Linked DNA regions of Macaca mulatta: region 1 is linked to region 2. Evidence: chromatin contacts called from public Hi-C data. All regions are on one chromosome and are shown on one strand. The core of a region is the stretch at or near the end of the contact, and the rest is flanking DNA. Distances in the headings are between cores, read along the strand shown.

The links. Hi-C and Micro-C count contacts between places; a contact is called where the count stands out from the background.
Region 1: a Hi-C map of liver shows a contact between it and region 2, with 5 times the contacts expected there. The contact joins the promoter of CRADD here to the promoter of SOCS2 in region 2. A contact is called at or near these places in 3 of 14 Hi-C or Micro-C datasets (CD4 T cells, fetal cortex germinal zone and liver).

The regions. Positions count from the first base shown.
Region 1 is chr11:100,999,004-101,005,885 of T2T-MMU8v2.0, forward strand. CRADD (CASP2 and RIPK1 domain containing adaptor with death domain) reads left to right here and starts at 1,853. Exons shown (of 3, transcript NM_001267004.1): 1 at 1,853-1,948; 2 at 3,243-3,546. The coding sequence starts at 3,249.
Region 2 is chr11:100,897,318-100,903,982 of T2T-MMU8v2.0, forward strand. It overlaps SOCS2 (suppressor of cytokine signaling 2), which reads left to right and starts at 2,059. Exons shown (of 3, transcript NM_001194762.2): 1 at 2,059-2,325; 2 at 4,323-4,674; 3 at 6,347-6,665. The coding sequence starts at 4,536. It overlaps LOC114670918 (a long non-coding RNA gene), which reads right to left and starts at 2,915. Exons shown (of 2, transcript XR_013401260.1): 1 at 2,478-2,915.

The DNA.
Region 1 (6,882 bases), core at 603-3,102, 100 kb after region 2:
ATGGGAAATCTTGCTGAGGAAAGGACAATGATTCTCGAGAAAAAGGGGAAAAGGGAGAGAGATAGGAGGTGGCAACAGGATGATTTGCAAGTAATATTTGGCTATCATTAGAACAATAAACTCTTCACTATACAGGGTTGTATGGTGTATTGGAAAGAGCATGAAATCAGAGAAACTTCATTAGAATTCAAGTTTTGCTCTATATTAGCTGTGAGATTTTGGCTAAGACAGTTGACCATTCTGATTCCATAGTCTTTATACATGCAAAATGCTAATACAGTTATAACAATGGAGATACATTGTGAGAAATGCATCATTGTGCAAACAAAATAGGGTATACTTAAGCAAAACTAGATGGTATAGCCTACTACATACTTAGGCCATACAGCATAGCCTATTGCTCTGACCACTATCATATATGCAGTCTGTCATTGACCCAAATATTGTTATGCAATGCATGACTGTAATAATAATACTTGCCACATAGGTAAAAATACTGTCATTAATGGTGTAGTAAAATGGTAACTGGCATAGTAACACTGTACAGTGGATACAATTTTTAGAAGGTTTTGAGGAGAGAGTTTCAGAACTGTTCTCCATTGATTTGCTTACAAAGATATTTTCATTTCCCACCAAAGGTTTTGGCTATGAAAACCTTTGCAGAAACAATATTTCAGGAGTTTTTCCCCCTGTATTGTCAACTAATTTTTAGTAAGCATATGACTTTTTGTATGTATCATCCAATTGATTTAAAAATGAATCAATGAATGTATTTATTGATCGACTGCCTCACTTCACAAAGGAATGTGAGGAAGGACACCCAACTTGGCATTTCTGTGTTTCTATTTGGGTCATGCATTTTTTCTTGCTTTCCAAATTGAAAATGTGGTGGATGCAATAGATAGGCCTTTAGTATCAGCCCTTCCCTCGTTTACTACACCTTTTTGTGTTTCTCAAGCTGGAAAGCTATAAACTACATGCTCTAGACATCCTTGCTGCTAATATTCTGCATGTGAAATTGATCTCACCAATTGCACGCAGCAGAGCAATATTTGCAGGTGCTGTTTTCATGCTGCTGGCAAATGCAGCCGTGGAGACCACGGTTTTTTGCAGCAGTGTTCCAGTGTCCTGTTAATTGTTCTGTCGGTGTTGAGAGGTTGGGGACGAGGCATGGCAACTTCCTGATGCCATCTTCCTGATTGTGGACAGGAGCCAGTATGGCAATCTTATCTTTGTAGTCATTCATGGATGTTCAGCCCTTCTCCAGTCTTTCCAATCATTTCAAATGTCCCGAATTCCCCCTGACAAATCCCTTTTTGACTAGGAGTAGCTAGCTGAGTGCTGTAATGAAATTCTGACTGACAGATTTGTAAACTTTTTGCGGACAGGAACCCTTGATATAAATAAATACCTTGCATTTTAATGGAGGGAAGCAGAGGGATAAACAAGTGAATAAGTAAAAAGTTTTAATAATATGGTGATACGTAAAAAATAAAGCTGGTTAAGGGAATGGGGAGTGCAGGAGATGAGTGCAGCTGTGTTGCCGTTTTAATCAGGTCAGAGAAGGCGTCTCTACCAGGGTGACTTTTGACCTGCCTCTCTGTTATGTCAATTGTGTGTAGGGCCCTGGTGTAGTTACTGTGTTAAAATGCAATGATTCAATGACTCCATTACTTAGATACCCTCTAAGTGACGCTACTGTTGTCCACCTCCCCGTGATTGAATTGTTTACCCACAGTAAACATGGCGGGAAGAGCTTCGATCCGACCCTTGAACGCTCAATAAAAATGGCGACAGCACTTCCTGTGCTTGCCCTCAACAAAGATGGTGTCAACACTTCCTGTGTTTTCGCCTTTAACAAAGATGGTGCTTATGGGGCAGATTCCCTAACAGTCAGGATTCCGGTTGCAGTTTTTCTCCCCCGCCCCAAAGATACGTGGTTGCAGACGTAAGTAACAGGAATCCATTTTTTCTTGAAAGCCCTGCATTGTAGCGTCTGCGACCTGGGCCCTGCGGGGGCTTCCCCGCCCCACTAACTTGCTCTGCATTTCCGATCCGGGCCAAGGCTGGGTGGCTGCGGTAGTGCCGGAGGCCCGCTCTCCCCTTGATCCGCTGTTAAGTTCATTCCCAGCACTCCCTCTTTAGCGGGTCAAATTGCGGCAGAAACCGCCCGTAGTCTTCCTGTTTGATACAAGGATTTCAGCGGCCGAGGCAGAGACTTTTTAAAAAGTTCCCAATGGGCGCTCACCGCCAAATGTGAACACCTCCCCCTCCTCACCTGTCACCTCCTAAACTTTGCAGGGTTGCGAGGGGGAGTGTGGGATCGGGTGTCGCCCAGCCGTGGTCGTACTGCCCGGGTGTATCTGAAGCCGCATATGTCATCCCTACCTGCCTTCCCGGTCACTTGACCTTCACTGCCTTACACACAACCAAGCCACAGCACATGGGTGCAGGGGTGGTGGAAATGCACCTTCAAATTGTGCCTGGCTACTGACCGGCGCTGGGGTGTTTTAAAGAAAAAAAATCCCATAAAATGTCCCATGCATGTGTGGCCACGACAGTGTTGTGCTGGAGATTCGGAATTCTTAGTGGGAAGGAATGGAGTCTGTGACTATATATTGTGTAAGGTTTATTGTAGACTGGGCACAAACAACAATTTTCTTAAAGGTGATGGTGTAGAGGACTTTTAACGAAAAGAGCCTTAAACTCTGTTCCTGCTGATTTCTGTCCTGCACTCCTGTTACTGATCAGGTTTTGCAAATACTTGTGATCAAAAAAGGGACACCTGCGCCCACTTTGGCAGTTTCTGCCGTGGTGGTGGTGGTGGTGCAGGTCTGATGAGGGCAATGTTAAAATAAAACCACGATTTCTTCTCCAGCATGTTAAAATTAATGCTGCTCTGTAATCTTCAGATAAAAATTGCTTTTTCGGAAGGGTCTCTGACCCACTTTTTTTTTTTTTCTTTTTCCAAATTTCTTTATTGAACGAGGAATTGAGCTGGGACCCCACTGTGTGAAAAGCAGGAACAGAAAAGATGATTCATCTTCAGTGTTGTTCATTATGTTAGGAAACATTCAAAGTTAACTTGGCTTGGCTTAACTCGTGAATTAAATACCATGACCTGGCACTCTGCCACGGTTTGAAGATATGCCTGACCTGAAGGAACTTACATTGCAGTGACACTGTCTTTCGGGCCACATCAGCGTGTCTGTAATTTGAGCTGTGATTTCGGCTCTTTCCAGGGAGAAATGGAGGCCAGAGACAAGCAAGTACTCCGCTCACTTCGCCTGGAGCTGGGTGCAGAGGTGTTGGTGGAGGGACTGGTTCTTCAGTACCTCTACCAGGAGGGAATCTTGACGGAAAACCATGTTCAAGAAATCAATGCTCAAACCACAGGCCTCCGGAAAACAATGCTCCTGCTGGATATCCTACCTTCCAGGGGCCCTAAAGCATTCGATACATTCCTAGATTCCCTACAGGAGTTTCCCTGGGTCAGGGAGAAGCTGAAGAAGGCAAGGAAAGAGGCCATGACCGACCTACCTGCAGGTAGGCCTCAGAAAGATCACTTCAAACCAGCTCCAAAATGTTGTAATTATGCCCTTTGCTTTTTGGTTTGTTTATTTGTTTGTTTGTTTTTGAAACAGAGTCTTGCTCTGTCACCCAGGCTGGAGTGCAGTGATCTCGCTAGGCGTGATCTCGGCTCACAGCAACCCCTGCTTCCTGGGTTCAAGCAATTCACTTGCCTTCGCCTCCCGAGTTGCTGGGAATACAGACTTACGCCACCACGCCCTGCTAATTTTTATATTTTTAGTAGAGATGAGGTTTCACCATGTTGGCCAGGCTGGTCTCGAACTCCTTACCTCAGGTGATCCACCCACCTCAGCCTCCCAAAGTGCTGGGATTACAGGCGTGAGCCACCACACCTAGCCAGAACTCCGCCCTTTGGATTTGAAGTTGGGATGTAAGGCAGGACAAGGGTCAACGGTTGATGAAAGTGGGTAAGGAGTTGGGACTGAAGGGACATGACATTAGAGGCATAGGATCAGGAGGTGGCATTAGGAAGTGCAGGGAAGGAAGAATGAACCGTGACTGGGAGGTGAGGGAGGGAGCTCAGAGAATGCATTTAGAAATGCTTCCAGGGAAACCTGGCATGTCACTTGGGAAGCATGTTCTCATCAGAGAGTCAGGTCATATCTCAGCCGTTGGCATCAGGAACCATTTGGAAAGTGCAGATGGGAAAGCAGGCATTCGGCCTACTGACAAGTGATTTGTGAGGTGCCAGAGCTACCAGCTGGAAAAGGTCAGATTCATGGAGTAGGAGACAGCCTCTAGGAAGGAAAGCCCTGTACCTGTCCCCTGGGCTGTCCCATGTGGCCAAAGGGGATTATTTTGAAGGCTGACTTAGTTTGTTTTTAAAGGTTATTCGTTTAAAGTGTCCTTTTTAGTTTAGCTTTTGTTCAGACACCGGAGTATTTAATTTTGCAAAGAGCAATAGTTTGGGGAGGGTCTCAGTTTAATTTGAAGGAGAATTGGAAGCTGGAGAAGAGAGAAACAGTTCTGGTTCTGTTAGCCTGGCTTGTAGCAGGAAGAAGATGTGATATGGAAACACTTGCTTCTTCTTAACTTCCCTTGACTCTGTTTTACAAAGATGGAGGGGCAGAGAACTGGACTGGGAAAAATTAAAAATTGAAAAAAAAAGTAATTGAAAGGTGACTTGCAAATTTTTAACAAAGTTAGAGAATCAAGGTTCTCTGGGGTTTGTGATAACAGTGATAGAACTATTCTGGTTTAGTGGGCCCCAGGCTTCATGGTTGCTATTTTTTAAATACTGATTAAAAAAAATGAATACTGATAATAAGACCACTTTTACTATTTTTGCTCCATGGACCTCATATTTTGACATATGTCTGAATACCTGATCAGCATGAGATAGCCAGCTAACTTTAGGAAGACCTGGTAAGATCCCAGTGGAAAAAGCAAAAGTATTTTCATTCCTAGCCTGGGCTCATTACAGGTAAATATATCTTTAGGCTTTTTGAAATACTAGAAATAGCTGGCTTTTGAGGACCACTGGAATTCACTGCTTGGATTATCCTTACAAAATTAAATACTCCACGTGTCTGAACAAAATGTGTCTAAGATGTTTTTATGACTTTATTGAAAGCAGAATAGATAACATAGAGTTGGAGAAATGTTAAAAATTATTGGTGCTTTCCTGATATTTGACTTAAGAGGTTTCTGCTGGCATCATATAGTTGGAAACAACAGAACAGGTGAACTGAAAGCCTTTCACTATCAAAATACTGAATTTAATTTTATAGTCATTTTGGGTGATACAAATCATGCTGTTGTATGTCATTCATAGAGACATAATACCATTTTTTTTTTTGAAATGGAGTTTCACTCTTGTTGCCCAGGCTGCAGTGCAACGGTGCAATCTCGGCTGACTGCAATCTCCTCTTCCTGGGTTTAAGCAATTCTTCTGCCTCAGCGTCCTGAGTAGCTGGGATTACAGGCATGCGCCACCATGCCTGGCTAATTTTGTATTTTTAGTAGAGATAGGGTTTCTCCGTGTTGGTCTGGCTGGTCTCAAACTCCCGACCTCAGGTGATCTGCCCACCTCGGCCTCCCAAAGTGCTGGTATTACAGGTGTGAACCACCATGCTCGGCCATAACCCCATTTTTATTTATTTGGATTCATTCAGAGAGTTAGAAAGAATTAATGCTTTTTTTTTTTACAAAGTGATGAAAGTTACAGAGAAGCTAAGGAAAAATAGCTTTTTAAAAAAGCAAACAGAATGAAGCAGTACATAATGGGAAAAACTTGAGCATATCTGTGTAGAAGTTTAGAAAAATAAGGTTTTTCTCAAGATTTGTTAATTCCGTAGAATGTTGGCTCTGGAACAAATTTGTACAGTCATAATTGTTTTACTTTTTATTGAGTAACACTGCTATTGAAAAAAACATTCTGAAGTGAGGATTTGATTTATATATGTCTTTCAATATCTTCCACAGTGACAAGCATATAAACTCTTTTAAAAAAGACTTGTATTTATTAAATATTGACTATTTTAAATAATATTACAAAATACAAGTAAGATATGGAGAATAATGGTACAGTGAACACCCATCTCCCCATCACTCAGTTTAAGAAAAATAATATTACGATTGCCTTTAAGAACCCTGGGCACTCCTTCCCAATCTTGTCTCATTCCCAACCCCCACTCAGTGAAAAGCCCTGAATTGGGGGTTTATCATTCATTCACTTCTTCACTGTATAGTTTTCTATCTCCTAAAAATCACTTTTAAAATCTTCATATGTATTTGAAAATCCTGTATACCATAAGTTCTAGAGGGGGGTGTGTGTGTGTATGTATATATATATGTAAAGATATATGTAAAGGAAAGGGTGGAAGCAATGGAAGAAATGATGCATTGAAACTTGATAGTTAACACCTTCTCTTGTTTCAGACCTTAAAATATTTTTTAAATGTTTAAAGTAATTTAATTGGTGGCAATATTTTAATTCTAAAATTAAACCGGGATTTACTGAATTGGAAACCTAGGTTTTGTTCTTTTGTAAATCCTGGGAAGAGTATCGGAGTTGAAATTCCTTCAATTTAACGTCCCTATAAAAAAGAAATCCAGAACCTACTGCCTAAGCCCCCGGTGCTTCTCCAGTGTTGTAATAGAGGAATTTTAATAAGATTTAAAATAGTCCACTTACATTTTTGTAAAGATATCTTTGAGTTTTGAGGAACTAGACTACAGGAGAATGTGTGTACTCATTAACCTCTTAATGTATGTACACATTAAACTCTTCTTACCTTTTCCTCATTTTGATCATACTTATTAATTAATTTGTAAGGCTTCAGTAGTCTT
Region 2 (6,665 bases), core at 809-3,308:
AAAAATACAAAAATTAGCCGGGCATGGTGGGATCGTAAATTAGTTCAACCATTGTAGAAAACAGTATGGCGATTCCTCAAGGATCTAGAACTAGAAGTACCATATGACCCAGCCATCCCATTACTGTGTATATACCCAAAGGATTATAAATCATGCTGCTATAAAGACACATGCACACGTATGTTTATTGTGGCACTATTCACAATAGCAAAGACTTAGAATCAACCCAAATGTCCATCAGTGACAGACTGGATTAAGAAAATGTGGCACATATACATCATGGAATACTATGCAGCCATAAAAAAGGATGAGTTTGTGTCCTTTGTAGGGACATGGATGCAGCTGGAAACCATCATTCTCAGCAAACTATCGCAAGAACAGAAAACCAAACACCACATGTTCTCACTCATAGGTGGGAACTTAACAATGAGATCACTTGGACTCGGGAAGGGGAACATCACACACCGGGGCCTATCATGGGGAGGGGGGAGGGGGGAAGGATTGCATTGGGAGTTATACCTGATGTAAATGACGAGTTGATGGGTACTGGCGAGTTGATGGGTGCAGCACACCAACATGGCACAAGTATACATACATAACAAACCTGCACGTTATGCACATGTACCCTAGAACTTAAAGTATAATAAAAACAAACAAACAAACAAACAAACAAAAACTAGCCGGGCGTGGTGGCAGGCGACTGTAATCCCAGCTTCTCGGGAAGCTGGGGTAGGAGAATTGCTTGAACCCGGGAGGCGGAGGTTGTGGTGAGCTGAGATCGAGCCCCTGCACTCCAGCCTGGGCGACTTGGTCACGTTCCCTCCCCTGCCCCCGCCAATTTTAGGAATAAATACCTTTTTATTTAAGCTAAAGTGTGGGTATACCCTTCCTCTAGGATTTTCCATTAAGGAAGAAGAAGCCATATTAGGATAATTTAGAGGGCAGTTAACCCTAGTAGACATAGTGGTTCTTAAAGGCTTGGGGCCTCAGACTGTACACAGGCTTCACATGGAATCTGATTTGTTCCTTTATCCTGCTCCTTCACCCAGAACCCGAATCTAGCCCTTCATGTTACAAAAAGGGCCAGAGGTCCAAAGAGGGTAAGTGCCTTGTGCAAAATGATTCAACTACTTTGTAGAGGATTTTAACTAGGGTTCATTTAGCTCCGCCCACACTATAAAAGGCTCTTTCTAAAAAACGAAACATGATTACGGGCACAAGGCTCCAGCGTTAACAAAGCTCTGTGCTAGCTGGGAAATGCCCCCCTCCCCGACTCATCTGCTTATCATCTGCATAGAGTTATGTACTCAAAAGCAGGAAAATTATTGAGAAAACCATTGGTCCCCGGCTCCAGACCCCAAGGTTGGCAGCTGGTTCACGTTTCCTCCCAGAGCCGGCAGGGGGGGCACCAGGCAAGGTTTGCAAGACGCGCCTCCCTCCCACCCCTCCCCCTTCCTCGCCCAACTTCCCATAGCCACGGCCTCAACTAAAAGTGGCCATTGACCTTTCAAGCTTTTGAGCAGTGATGCAATAGAATAGTATTTCAAAGAAAAATGCTTATCGAAATTTTGGATCCGGTTTTCCCGTGATTGTTAAGGGTTTCTTTTAAAAAGTAGGTCACATTTCAAGTAGGTCATATTTCTGGGGCGGGTGAGCAGACAAGGAGATGAGTTTCCACTAAGGCGGGGTGGCTTCCAACGGGGTTGGAGGTGAGAATCCCAGGTAAGGTAGAGGCGCCGGGATCCTTCCGAATTCCCGGCCCGTGGGCGTCAGCCCTGCCGGGAATGGCAGAGGCACTCTCCGGACTGCCGGACTGCGGGAACCGAGGCCAGTCACCCAGCCCCTTCCGGGCGCGCAGGTAAGGCCGCCCCCTTAGCAGCCGGCGCAGGTGAGCGGGGCTGGCCGCCAGGTCTGCCGGAGACGTTGGAGCAGAGGGGAGGAGGAAGGGAGGAGTCGGGTGGATGCTGGTGACAAGGAGCCGGAGCGCCAGGGGGAGGGGACTAAGGACGGCCGGCACCGCTTAAGGAGGCGCTGCTCTCCCGCCCGCTGCCTTCCAGGACCTGATCAAGGGGACCGCCTCCGGTCCCCGGCCGTGGGCACCGGGCCGAGCACGGCGTCCCCACGCCATCAATGTGTCTTAGAGCCGGAGAGGCCCGTTTCCGAGGACCCACAGTCGCTCCTGCACCCCTACCCCCCGCAAATGTGCGGCCAGGAGGGTCGCGTCGAGGGGGCGCCGCCGGGATGTTTACAGGAACCCACCCCCGTGGCGGGCCCAGGGCCGAGGACCGCCATCCTTCCCTGAACCCGGGCGCTCAGCTGGCCCGGGTAGGGGGCAGGCTCCGGCAGCTGAAACGGGGTTGGCTGTGGCCGGTGGCGGGGGACATCTCCAGCTTGCGCCCGAGCACCCCAGGGTGTGGGGCCAGAAGCAGGCCGACCCCAGCGTGCACACCGTCCGCCTTGCACTCGAGCGCTCTCACCCGGTCTTCTCTGAAGCCTGTGTATTGCGACCGAGCCTCTTTAAAGCGGTAGCGGGGCCCGCGGTCACGTGAGGCCGATTCCTGGAAAGTTCCTGGAAAGCGGCCTCCGCAGCAGCCGGGCGGGGCGCGAGCGGAGCGCTTACTGGGAGGGAGGCGGGGAGCAAGGGAGGCGCGTCGGGCTGGAAAGTCGCGCGCACTCCCTGCTCCTGGGACCGACGTTTAACTCTTGCCAAGTCTCGTCGCCGCCGCCGCCGCGGCTGGCGGGCCTTGGGTTTCCCCTGAAGCATGAGCACTCTCGCCCGCAGCCGCCCTCACCGCGTGGCCCGCGGACAGTGCGCGCCGGGGCCCCGGGCGCACAGCCTCAGGATCCCCAGTGCCCGCAGCTCGGGCGCCCGCGGCAGGTACCGGTAGCAGGGAGAAGCCCGAAGGCTCCGCCCCAAGGAGAGTTGCAGGGGAGGGCGGCGAGGCACGGCAGCGTGCGCCGGGGAGCGGCGGACGGCCTGGGCTTCCGCCGCTCGGAGCACCGGCGAAGAGAGAGTCCGAGCCGCGGCTCTGCCCCGCGGCCTGGCGTTGCTGCCTGCTTTCTCCGGTCCCTTCTCGGCGTCGGGAAGTGTCTGGAGTTTCTTTTTTTTATTTAACCTAAACTGCCATTCAAATTAATAATCCTCCTAATAACCTGATCTCCCGCTCCTCCCCACCGGCCTGCCTCCTGCCCTCGCTCCTTCCTCCCTCCCTCTCTCCTTCCCCACCTCCAGGGTCGCAGCCGGAGGGAAACCCGGCAGCAGTCCGAGGGTGGGGTGTCCCAGCCCGGAGGGGGCGTCGCCGCGCGGTGGGGGAGGGGGTCGAGGCAATGATCCTCGAGGCTTTTGTGTGCCCTCTGCGCACGGAACTCCGGCCGCCGCCTCCGAGCGCTGGGCTGGTCGCATCCCCGGGCATCTCGTTCCCAAATTAAACGTAAACGGGGGAAACAAGGGCAGACGCCCCTCCTCTCCTGGGCCCCTCCCGCCCCCCCCCCCGCCCCATGTCCGCTGAGGAGGCTGCCTGGTGCGGAGGCGGCGGCAGCCGAGGTCGAGGTAAGAGCGCGGCGTTGGAGGTTTGCACTTCCCGCAGCGCTCGCGACCGCCCGCTCGGCCCCGGCCTCGGCTCGGAGCCCCGCGAGGGCTGCGCGCTGGGGCCGATTCCTCGACAGCGCCCGCGGCGGCGAGAGCTACCGCAGCCATCCTGGTCCGGGAGCGACCGCCGCGGCGCCCCCAACCCCTCCAGAGCGGGCACCGGGAAGCGGGGGGAGGGGAGCGAGGAACCTCCCGGGTGGGGATGCGGCAGCTCCCGCACCTCCGCACCCGGGTTTGGTGCCTCAGGGCCCCGCAGCGCTTTAGGGTGGAGAACCAAGTTTGTGTGGGTGCTTCTTCCTGGAGGCCCTCGGGCTGCGCCAGGTGTGAGACCGGAATGCCAATTTGGGGAATCTCTCCTGTTCTTTCCTTTTTAATTTTTTATACTTGTCCTTGATAAGGGCCTATTCCCACTGGATCTGCAGGTGACTATTTGCTCTTCCGAGGTCGCCAGTCTTTGATTTCAGCTAGTGACCCTGGGCGGGAAGACACCCTGTTCACCCTCATCCTGACCTCCGCCCCCTACCTCTTCAGCCAACTTTGTGTCTTGGATCTCTGCTCTCTTTATTCTTTCTCTAGAGCTGGGCCAGGGCGCTAACTGGAAGCTTGGGGTTAAATGGTGCTGGAACGTAGAGGCGGAGGAGTCCCTGGGATTTTCCACGTCCATTTCCCCACCCCCACCCCAGCCGCAGGGGTCCAGTTTGGACTGACCCAACCTCCCGCTTTCTCTTTGTAGGCGATCAGTGGGTGACCGCGTCTGCGAGGGACTTTGTCATCCGCCCTCCAGTACGTGGGGAGAAAAAGCCCCATCCCTTCCCTCTCTGCCACCATTTCGGACACCCCGCAGGGACTCGTTTTGGGATTCGCACTGACTTCAAGGAAGGACACGAGCCCTTCTCTGACCCCAGCTCGGGCGGCCACCTGTCTTTGCCGCGGTGACCTTTCTCCCATGACCCTGCGGTGCCTCGAGCCCTCCGGGAATGGCGGAGAAGGGACGCGGAGCCAGTGGGGGACCGCGGGGTCGGCGGAGGAGCCATCCCCGGAGGCGGCGCGTCTGGCGAAGGCCCTGCGGGAGCTGGGTCAGACAGGTAGGGAGCCGACCGGCCGCGACGCGTGCGGGAGGGGGCGCCTCCCCAAAGACGCAGCTAGGAAGAGGGGCCGAGGTGGGAAGCAAAGAATAAGCTGGAAATACGTCCCTTGCTTCCAAGGGACCGCGGAGAGCACGCTCGCAGGGTCCTGGGTCCTGGGTCCTGGGGAATGCGTAAGGAAAGTGGTTCTCCAGAGACTCAGGCCTGGCAGAGCGCGGGAAGGGCTTCTTGGAAGTAGCTTCTTAGCACGATGGAAGCTTTACTGTTTTACGCAGCTGCTCAGTGTTGGGCGTTCCGGCTCGAACCCCGGCCGGGGAAAGCGTCGGGCGCCTCCCTTTGCGCGGGGTGCAGTCAGCAAGTGGGTGCCGCGGGCCCCGCAGGCCCAGCAGCATCTGGCTCCCGGGCGGAGCTGCGGCCGCAGCCCAGGATCCTGGCGGCCAAGTTCGGGGACTGACACTGCCGCGAGGGCGGCTGCCCGGGCGTCGAGAGTAGGCTGCGAAGCCCCCGCCGAGCGCGGCTTCCAGGGTCGGCGTGCCCAGGAGACTGACGCTTTCAAGTACAGTCAGGCAATTTGCGCGGCACGCTATCTCTAGGCATCTGAAAAAAGAAAAAAAAAAAAAAGTAAAGTATCTGGCAAATCATTCTGGCTTTCCAAGTCCGTATCCTAAAAGCTTACAGTTGTGGCACAGTTAAAAATTTTGGTAGCAACAGGGGGAGGGAGAGGGAAAAGTTCTCTCGCTTGCGATTCCGGGCTTTACGTGTGGGCCATGGGCTTTCCCTCCAGGGGAGGCACCGGCAGAATGCAAGTATCCTGGTAATTGTGGGGTTGGGGGGAGCACAAATGTTCAGACTTCTTAAATATGGACGGTCTTTGAGCCTCCTTAGAAAGCAGGGTGGGCCGGGGAGATGGTGCAGGCAGATGAAATCGAGAATGCAGGGGAGGCCGATGGTTGTGATTGGATTTGGATTAGGGCAAAGTTCAAAAGAGTTTAGGGAAGATTGTAAACCTGAAATAGTAATTATCACTGGGGACTTCCCATTTCTTAGTGACTAGTAAGGTAGTCATAAAGCAGCGAACAGAAGCTATTGTACTAGAGCTGTGCTTTTACAACCAGTACATAGCAGTGCTTTCTACATAGAAAGCTGTTCATTAGCAGGCTTTGCAGCCTTTTTTTTTTTTTTTTTTTTTTTTGTGGTTGGGGGGACACCAACCATCCAAAACAGTTGCTTCTGTTTTTACTGTAGTTCAATTACAGGAGTAGGGTTTTCCACTTTTTAAAGGGCATGGCTTTCATTTCTAACTTCTGATTTTTTTCTAATTTACTTAAATCTTTATTTTACTTAAATAATGTTCAAAGTGTCATGCTTCATCAGCCAGTGTCATGCTGAAAATGTTCTTTTGGTTCATTAGAAGAAAATCTTAAGAGCTTCAGAAAGTTAATTTTTTAAAAAAGAAAGAAAACTGGCTCACTGTTTGTGTTCATAAAATGTACCCAAATTTTTATTAAATTCCTACTGAAAGTATTTGTGGTGGCCCCTGGTAAACTTTCACTCACACACCACCTTTTTATAAGAGCTAAAAAAATTATTGCCAATTACTTGCTCTGTTCTAAAAATTCTTATAATAACTGTTTTACCCTCTTTTCTTTTTCTTTTTGAACAAAAACCCCAGGATGGTACTGGGGAAGTATGACTGTTAATGAAGCCAAAGAGAAATTAAAAGAGGCACCAGAAGGAACTTTCTTGATTAGAGATAGCTCGCATTCAGACTACCTACTAACAATATCTGTTAAAACGTCAGCTGGACCAACTAATCTTCGAATCGAATACCAAGATGGAAAATTCAGATTGGACTCTATCATATGTGTCAAATCCAAGCTGAAACAATTTGACAGTGTGGTTCATCTGATCGACTACTATGTTCAGATGTGCAAGGATAAGCGGACAGGTCCAGAAGCCCCCCGGAACGGCACCGTTCACCTTTATCTGAC